Regions from separate parts of the Rattus norvegicus genome. Here all the other regions are linked to region 1. A link is a contact called in public Hi-C data. All regions are on one chromosome and are shown on one strand. Each heading gives the region's core, a stretch centred on a gene start, on an enhancer-like site or on the middle of the called end of the contact. The rest is flanking DNA. Distances are from core to core; before and after follow the strand shown. Region 1 holds the start of Kirrel3 (kirre like nephrin family adhesion molecule 3). Region 2 overlaps Kirrel3 (kirre like nephrin family adhesion molecule 3). Region 3 overlaps Dcps (decapping enzyme, scavenger).

Region 1 (2,700 bases), core at 118-2,617:
ACATTGAGAGAGCATCTTTCATTTTCCCCATCTCTCCCTTCAGTCCCACTCTATATAACACTGCATATTTTTATGTGTTGCTTTGTAAGACACTCAGAGTTTGTGTCTTGTGTGCACTCAGCTTCCACTTTGGATCGCAAGCTCCTGGAGGCATGGTCCATTTTACTTCCCCCCACGGCCTGCTTATTCTAGGCATGCCTAAATGTGTATCAAGTAAATAGACCTAGATAAATTCATGTTGATGTCCTGGAGGAAATGGGAGTTTGATTGGAGTGTGGATTTCATGACAGGTAAAAAACTTGCAGGTTCTTAAGAAATTGTTGACTGTGACCTTGGCCTCTCCTTGGCCATCAGACTCACAGCACCTTTTGGAGAAAAGGCATCCTTAGAGTGATGGAGTGCTCATTAGAGGAGAGAGGCTCAAATGCAAAGACAGACTGCTGCCTGTCCTTGTTAGGAGAGACACAGACTGGGATAATAATAATAAATAGGTATGTGTCACAAACCTGCCTGCATTTGCCCTTACTCCTGCATTTTGTTTTCTAGGAGCAGTGCAAGCAAACTAAGATCCAAAGACACAGGGCTGAGCAACTCCACCCTCCCACCCCCACCCCCACCCCGCCCACACACATACACACAAACCACCACCACCATACCACATCACACACACACATACACACACACCACACACACAACACACACACAACACAAAAACCACACACACAACACAAAAACCACACACACACACACACACACACACACACACACACACACCACCACCACCACCACCACCACCACCACCACCACCACCACCACCACCACCACCACCACACCAGGAAAGTCCTTCAAATGCAAAGCTGCTTGTGCCTTATCTCAACTCCCTAGCCTTGGCTACATACATTGGCCAATTCCTTGGTGGGGAAAGATGCACCCCTCTTGGCCTCTCCCTACTGCCTTTTAGCCCAGTTGCCAGTCCCTAGTGCAACAGCAAGGCAGGCACATTTTTATGCATGTGCACGAGTCTAATCATCGGTAACTTCACTCCCGTTTAACAACATTACATCGTGTGAACAAAAAGTCACAGCTTTGCTCGGTGCTCACTATGCGTTCTGGTCAATAATGGTAACAAAAGCAGAATATTCCCCTGTTTAGGGGGAAAGAAGGAAAACACAGCCTTTCTGCAACCCTCCTGTTTTGCAAAGCGTTCCCCTTTCCAAGTGTTTCCTCTTTAATTATGACCTGTTTCCCCTCCCTCTTCCCCCCGCCCCAGCTTCTGTGAAAGGAGCCCTTCTGTCACTCGTCACTCGCTTGCTCGTTCGCCCGCTCGCTAGCTCATTCGCTCGTTGTGGGAGGAGCCCGCCAGAGGAAGCCGTGTGCCTGGGATGCTAAGAGCCAGAGAATGGATCTGCTCCGAGTGGGGACATTGCTGAGGATCCCGGCTTCCCGAGGTGGCTGAAAACAAGCATTTGGTTTCGGCTGCCTGCAGATACCTGGAGTCACAGCGAGACCTAAGCGGACCGGAGGAGGGACAGACCGACTGACAGATAGATGGTCGGCGCGAACCCAGGAGGACCGGCGGCGGAGGCTGAGCACCGCGAGCCCAGCCGCCGCTCTTGAAGAGAAACTAACTGCTCGCCCAAGTTGCCCCGCCGGCTGCCCGTGCGCTGAGGAATGAGACCTTTCCAGCTGGATTTGCTCTTCCTCTGCTTCTTCCTTTTCAGTCAAGGTAGGAACCCGGCACAGCGCGCCAGAGTTGGAGCAAAGTCGGCGGCGGCAGCGACGGAGGGCGCGGGAGGCTGAGGGCTGGGAGGTGGGCAGGCTCGGGAACTCATACTGGCTGCGGGTCTCCGTGCCGGCCCAGTGGCAGTAAGTAGCGTCGCTTCTTTGCGTTTGCAAATGCAACAAAATGGTACTGTAGGTTTCCCTTCAGAAGGAAGGGACTAGCAGAACAAGGGAGGCTGCACTTTCTCGTCTCTCTTGTCCATGTCCAACTCAAACTCTCCTGCATGTAAGTTCTTCATGCACCCGGTATATTAATTAGGTAGCATCCGTGCGGCCAGGCCATTCGGAACTTGTGGGTGCCTGCTCACCTTCATAGCCAGATTGGAAAAGGGGAGCCTGGTGTAGATGGAGATTTCAGCTTCAATAGGGTCTAACTTGCCCGGGTGTGTTTAAAGCCAATGTGCGAGGTCTGCACAGTTGCAGAAAGGGATGCGATTACGGAACGTACTGAAGCGGGTATTTACAGAGACAGGGGAAAAGAAAGCGTGTAAAGAGTTACATTGAATGTCACCCGTTTCCCTGAGCAAGGCTGAATTCTGAATCCTACCAAGCACTGGAATAGGTGTATGAAATGGAATTTCGCCCCTGGTGCTGATTGCTTCTTTTCTGCAGCCTAGCAGGTGGGCTCTCCAGAAAGAACTTTGCTACCTCTGGGCTCCTTGCCACTGAGAGTCATGGGGTTGGTCTTGGTGGAGGGAGAACTAAGTGCCTACTGAGCTAAAGGCATCAACAGTCACCTGTGGAATTGAGACTGAAGGGGGCAAGTAAACCCGTTCCTTCCCACTCTTTTGGAATGCCAATACCACCTCTGCCATCTGAGGCAGCATTTGTGCCTGTCAGCACAGCTCTTAGAAGGACAGGACTGTCAGGAAAATCCACCTCAGAGAAGGTCCATCTGTTGATTAAGTGAGGGGTAAA
Region 2 (2,700 bases), core at 197-2,696, 520 kb after region 1:
TCTGCCTCAGGCAGAGAAAACCTTCCCTTACTCTTTGTATCTGACCCTCCTCCCTCCTCCTAGGTCCTGAGCAATGAAAAGACCCTAACCCTCAAATCTGTCCGCCAAGAGGATGCCGGGAAGTACGTGTGCCGGGCTGTGGTGCCCCGGGTAGGAGCTGGGGAGAGAGAGGTGACCTTGACTGTCAATGGTAAGGGCCCCACTCTAACACCACAATGGGAGTGGGGAATTCAAAGGAGGGGAGAGTCCCAAGGCATCTTGGTATGAGGTGTTGTCCCCAAAAGGAGGTCACTGAGTCTAGGCATTGTTGCCCCTCACACAGCATTCTGTCTGTCTGTGGAGGTAAAGGCAAACTTGTAAGTTTGTGGATCCTCTCCTTCTTTTCCACACCTTCCAAAGGATCTCAATAGAGGTAATGAATTTTATCCTGGCCAAGAAAATGAGGTCAAAGGTCACAGAATAACCATATTCCTTTATCTACCTTTTGACCCGAGCCCCATGACAAGGCCCACAGAGAGATTAAGGGGACACCTCTCACTTCTCGTGATCATCCACTTCCCATTGCATTTGGACTGCTCAGCCAGAGAGACATATCACTATCCCCAGGGACTGAGCCTACAGGGCCCTCCTGAGGTCACGGGGCATGTCTCGTCATACACAGTGAACATAAACATGGCAGAAAAGTGTGCTCGGAGTGGGAGTTCATTGGCGGCTGTTTGTGAAACACTGCGGGGTGGTAGTGTCAGATCAGACCTGGGTGCTGGGACGAAGGTTGCTATAAAAAAGCTAGAACCAGCCCAGGCCAGACTCAAGAAGTCTGGACAGCAAGTCTGCACACTTGGGCTGTGGTCAGAAATCAGGGTTGCCTGTCTGTAAGCTGGAGAAACGCTAAGGCCTGAACCACACCACCACTGTGCATCACCGAGTGCTGGTGGCTGCCTCAGAGCAAAGTCCTGAGCTTCAGGTCCTGGTGTGAGAGGACTCAGGGTCCTGGCCTGACAGCAGGGTGTGAGGCAAATTCCGGAAATGATCCAAAGTGACTATATCTCAACACAGGGAGCCACCCACAGACAAACTCTCCATTCTCTCTTTCTTTGCAGAAGAAAACCAAGCCCAGCTTGATGTCTCCTTAGCATCCCCGAGCTGTCCCTATTACTCAGCTCCTGCCCTGTAGTTCCTCTCTGGAGAAGGGCGACTGCTGCAGTGAGGTGGTCAATCTCCTCTGTCTACCCAGACTGCAGAACACTCACACATCACCTATCCCAGGCAGAACCCAGACTCCCAAGCCCTCCTGCCTTTCCTGTGTGTCCCCAGGATGCCACCAATAAATTGGCACTGCAGGGCTAAAAATAACAGCATCTGATCGCGCCTCAGTATATCCATGGCAACACAGGCTGCAGCCTTTTCCTGCCGAGCCTGTGTCTGACACTCCGTTCTGCGCGCCAGGACACAGTGAAATCGGCAACCCTCCCCACTGCCTGCTCTGGGGAGGGCGCTGAGGAGCCAAGCTGCCACTGCCTGTTGTCAGCCGTGACCCGCCCTCCCTTCCCAAAGCTAGGGACCTTCAGACACACAGTTGCCTGGAGCTATTAACTAAGCATCCTTGTGTCAAGGGGAAAGGAGGGAGAGGCTGGCATTTTTATCATTGCTTTAAGACATTCAGGTATTTCTTATTGGAAACTTTAAAAGACTTTGGGTGGGGGATCTCTTCCTTTGGTCCGGGGAAATACTACGCATGCTCGCAAGCGCACACTTGTGCACGAACACACCTGAGAAGGACCCACATTCCAGCCTAGGCTCTGGCATCCAGCCAACATGTATTCTGTCCATTTTTTTCCCCTCAGCCTGCGTGGCTTTCCTGGGTCGCTGGGCAGAGAACGTCAGGAGGGAGGAAACTGTCCCTTGCCTATTTTCCGCTAGTCACAGTGAGACTAGGGCCTGGATGAAATGACCCAAAGGGAAGAACCTGCCAGGCACCACTAGGGATGGGACTGTCTATCCTGCCTGCACTTGGAGAATGGGTGGATCGGTGGTGAGGCTGCTAGGTGGGGCCCTGGCATCTAGAACACAGCCATCTCAAAGCCCTCCTCCTGTGAGTGACAGCCAGACCCATGGCCTTGGGAAATGAATTGGCACCACTATAATCTGAGCTGGATCAAAGAGGGTACCAGGAGGAAGGGGGAGATGGCTGCCAATTGCCCATTGGTTCTCCAGGCCTGGTTTCCTTTATCCTAGTTTTTTGTTTTCTTTTCAAGAAGCCCAAAAAATGTATATGTATTTGTTGACAGCTTTTAGAGACCTGTGAATCTCTTCGGATTCCTAGTTCCTGGGAAATGCAAGGAAAAGACTTTTCTATGGTATCATCACTTAGCCCAGCTGCAAAACAAAGCATCATTCGGGTTCCACAGAACGTAGAGCCACTGTGGCTCGGGGCCAGCAGCTTCTTGGAGTGCAGGAACTCTGAGGAGGAAAGGCAGACTCAGCCCACCTCTAAAGCCTTCTGAGGACAAAGCTCTTACCTTGAGGTCTCCCATATCTGTGCACCAGACAGTTATTTCCCATAAGCCATCTCTCCCAATACCTGTTTTCCCCTTGGCTGAGAACCACTCATAGAAATGCAAATCTGTTTTAATTAAGGTGGTTAATAAACAGCAATTATGTTTGCAGCAATTTTTGTTTTGTTCCCAGCATAATTTTGCC
Region 3 (2,700 bases), core at 164-2,663, 650 kb after region 1:
GGGACTGCTGTGACTGGGACAGAAGGAACAACGCCATCAGGGACTGTTAACACTGAGATAGAACCAAAGCAAGCCTAGTTCCCAAGTCCATGCTCCCTCCATTGTGTCACTGGTGTAAAGTAACTCTTTAAGCTACTTCTTGGTGAGCTGAGAATCTGGAGGGAATCAATGAGAGAGGAGACTACATTCTCTCAGATTTGAATAAGAGGAAAACATCACCAGTCACGGAAGAAAGACCAGAAGAAATCAGTCAAACATGATTTATGCTGAGTCCAGGACAGCAGCCAGCTCAGAGAGAAGGGAGGGCTCTCCTAGTCCAGTGATATTATGGGGGAAAAGGCTGAGAAGAACCACAGATCAGCAAAAAACTTTAAAGATATAACTGTGTATTGGACACAGAGGACTAAGGTTACAGGAACCTCACTTTAAGGTACATAGGGTAGGCCATAGCGAGTTGTAATTCGGAAGCTAAGAACAGAGAAGCATAGGGGGTGGCGGGTAGGGGGGCACACAATGCTCTAAGTAGGCCCTGACTAGGATGCCTGGAGCTGAAGAGCTAATGGCCAGAATACTTTGGTAACACTGACACCTTGTGGCTATGGAATGCCTGTCCCACAGAAAAAGGAATCTATGGGCACTTCAGTTATTCTCCTTATACTGCTGAAATACGTTAAAACTGATGTCCGTGCTAATAATTTTGGCAAGTCCTTATAGTAAACATTACTTCTGATGTTTGTGTTTCTGTCAATAAGCCAAGCCACTGGGTAATGGGGCAACCTGACTCTGTAACTGTGAGTTGCTGGACTCCCAGCTGCCTTAACCAAAGGGGCCGTCAGTCAAACAGTGAGGCAACACTGGCCATTTTAAATGTTCCATGCATGACATGAAGAAACCAGACAACAATTACAGCTAACTGTCTGGGTTCCTGATGGGCAGACTCAGCTAGCTTTGGCTATTTCAAATAGTTTAGAACTTTTTTGCTATTACAAGCTTTGCTAAACAATAGAGAAAATCGTTTACCAGCAGGCCAGAGGCCACAGGTCACTTATTCTAGTGACCTAGCAAAAGAAATACTTGTGATTGGCACAAGCACAAACCTTCATTTGCATATGGGCCTGTGATTTACCCATCCCCTCTCTGGCTGTGAGCAGTAATTCAGTTCACTCAAGTAAACCGTCTGACCGACAGCTGCTGAAGGTGCAGTTCCAGCCACAGCCTTTTCAAATAGTTTGCATCTGACTTTTGCAACTTTTGTGGTCTCACCCTCACTTTTTGCAGTGGGCTGTGATTGCCTATCACCAGGTCTATTCAGGCTAGAAAAGGAAGAATTATCCTGATGGGCCTGTAGAGGGACCGTTGTGACTGGTGCAGAAGGAACAATGCCGCCAGGATTCACCGGGACACAAACGTTCATTTGTGTGACTGAGGCACCATCCCCTCTTTGGCTATATAAGGAGGCAGACTAGGAGGCATTCTTCTGCTCACTTAAACCCAACAAATGTCCTCCTATGAGTGGTCTTCTCTTGCCTACTTTTGCTAATTGCGGCAGAGATGGCAGCACAAAGAGAGAAGCAACAGACACAGCAGGGTGGCGGTGGACAGAGTGGTGGAATGGCCATGGCAGGGACGGCTGAACAGTCTACAGGCTGAGCTGCAAAAACGGCACGGCAGTGGGCTGCCTGATGGCGGAAGCAGCAGCCGGACAGTTCAAGAGTGGGCAGAAGAGTGGTGGGAGAACTACTAAGGAGAGAGAAGGGGACTGGAGAGATGACGCAGGATTAACAACACTGGCTGCTCTTCTAGAGGACTGGGGTTTGTTCCCAGCTCCCACATGATCCCTACCTACAGCTATCCATAATTCCAGTTCCAAAGGCACTGTGACCACACATGGTGCACGGGCACACATGCACGCAAACATAGAGAGAAGACAAGAAGGGGCAGAGGATGAAAAGGGATAAAAGACTGATAAGGAGTCAGAGAAGAGACACTACAGGCTCTGATCGCTAGAAGGGTTCCTGGGAACCGTCAACTCATTAAACCCAACGTTATCAGACACGCTAAGACAAAAGCTGCAACACTGGCCAGTATCAAATGCTACTGAATACTGTCTTACGCAAGAGCTCTAACACTCTTTGAGCTAAGTATCTCGATATCTGAGGCCTGAGCAAGGACTGGAACACTGTCTGCATGCCTGCATACCTTGCTGCCTGCTATCTGCATGCCTTGCTGTCTGCTGTCTGCATGCCTTCATGCCTTGCTGCCTGCTGCCTGCTGTCTGCATGTCTGCATGCCTTGCTGCCTGCTGTCTGCATGCCTTGCTGCCTGCTGTCTGCATGCCTGCATGCCTTGCTGCCTGCTGTCTGCATGCCTTGCTGTCTGCTGTCTGCTGTCTGCATGCCTTGCTGCCTGCACGCCTGAATGTCTACTACTACTGCTGTCAAGCACTGGGGGACAGAAAAGCTGCCAAAGACCAGCACATGAAGAGCTTCTCCTCAACTGTCCATGACTTGGTTTCTTTTCTTCCTTTGTGTGGTAAAGGGCATTACACCTAGGGCCTCAGACTTGTGCAAGCACTCTACTCTTAAGCTAAAACCTCAGTGTTCTTTTTATTTTGAGACAGCATCTCATAAGTTGTTCAGGTCAGCCCTGAACCCCCTCTATGGCCCACACAGACCTTAGACTTTGAGCCTTTTGCTTCGG

Evidence for each region. Hi-C and Micro-C count contacts between places; a contact is called where the count stands out from the background.
Region 2: a contact with region 1 is called in a Hi-C map of prefrontal cortex, with 7 times the contacts expected there. The contact joins the enhancer-like site here to the promoter of Kirrel3 in region 1. A contact is called at or near these places in 9 of 12 Hi-C or Micro-C datasets (the A7r5 cell line, Schwann cells, frontal cortex and 6 more).
Region 3: a contact with region 1 is called in a Hi-C map of frontal cortex, with 3 times the contacts expected there. The contact joins the enhancer-like site here to the promoter of Kirrel3 in region 1. A contact is called at or near these places in 4 of 12 Hi-C or Micro-C datasets (the A7r5 cell line, Schwann cells, frontal cortex and 1 more).

Annotation. Positions count from the first base shown.
Region 1 is chr8:41,122,406-41,125,105 of GRCr8, forward strand. It overlaps Kirrel3 (kirre like nephrin family adhesion molecule 3), which reads left to right and starts at 1,368. Exons shown (of 16, transcript NM_001048215.1): 1 at 1,368-1,726. The coding sequence starts at 1,672.
Region 2 is chr8:41,645,110-41,647,809 of GRCr8, forward strand. It overlaps Kirrel3 (kirre like nephrin family adhesion molecule 3), which reads left to right. Exons shown (of 16, transcript NM_001048215.1): 10 at 64-190. Among named protein-coding and RNA genes, the nearest start is that of St3gal4, 76 kb to the right of the region's middle. Within about 2 kb of position 1,447, at least 47 of the 93 cell types and tissues checked have an H3K27ac peak or open chromatin away from gene starts, as enhancers often do. A contact at or near this core is called in prefrontal cortex, where this site is marked.
Region 3 is chr8:41,772,123-41,774,822 of GRCr8, forward strand. All of the region lies in intron 2 of Dcps (decapping enzyme, scavenger), which reads right to left. Among named protein-coding and RNA genes, the nearest start is that of Dcps, 8.7 kb to the right of the region's middle. Within about 2 kb of position 1,414, at least 26 of the 93 cell types and tissues checked have an H3K27ac peak or open chromatin away from gene starts, as enhancers often do.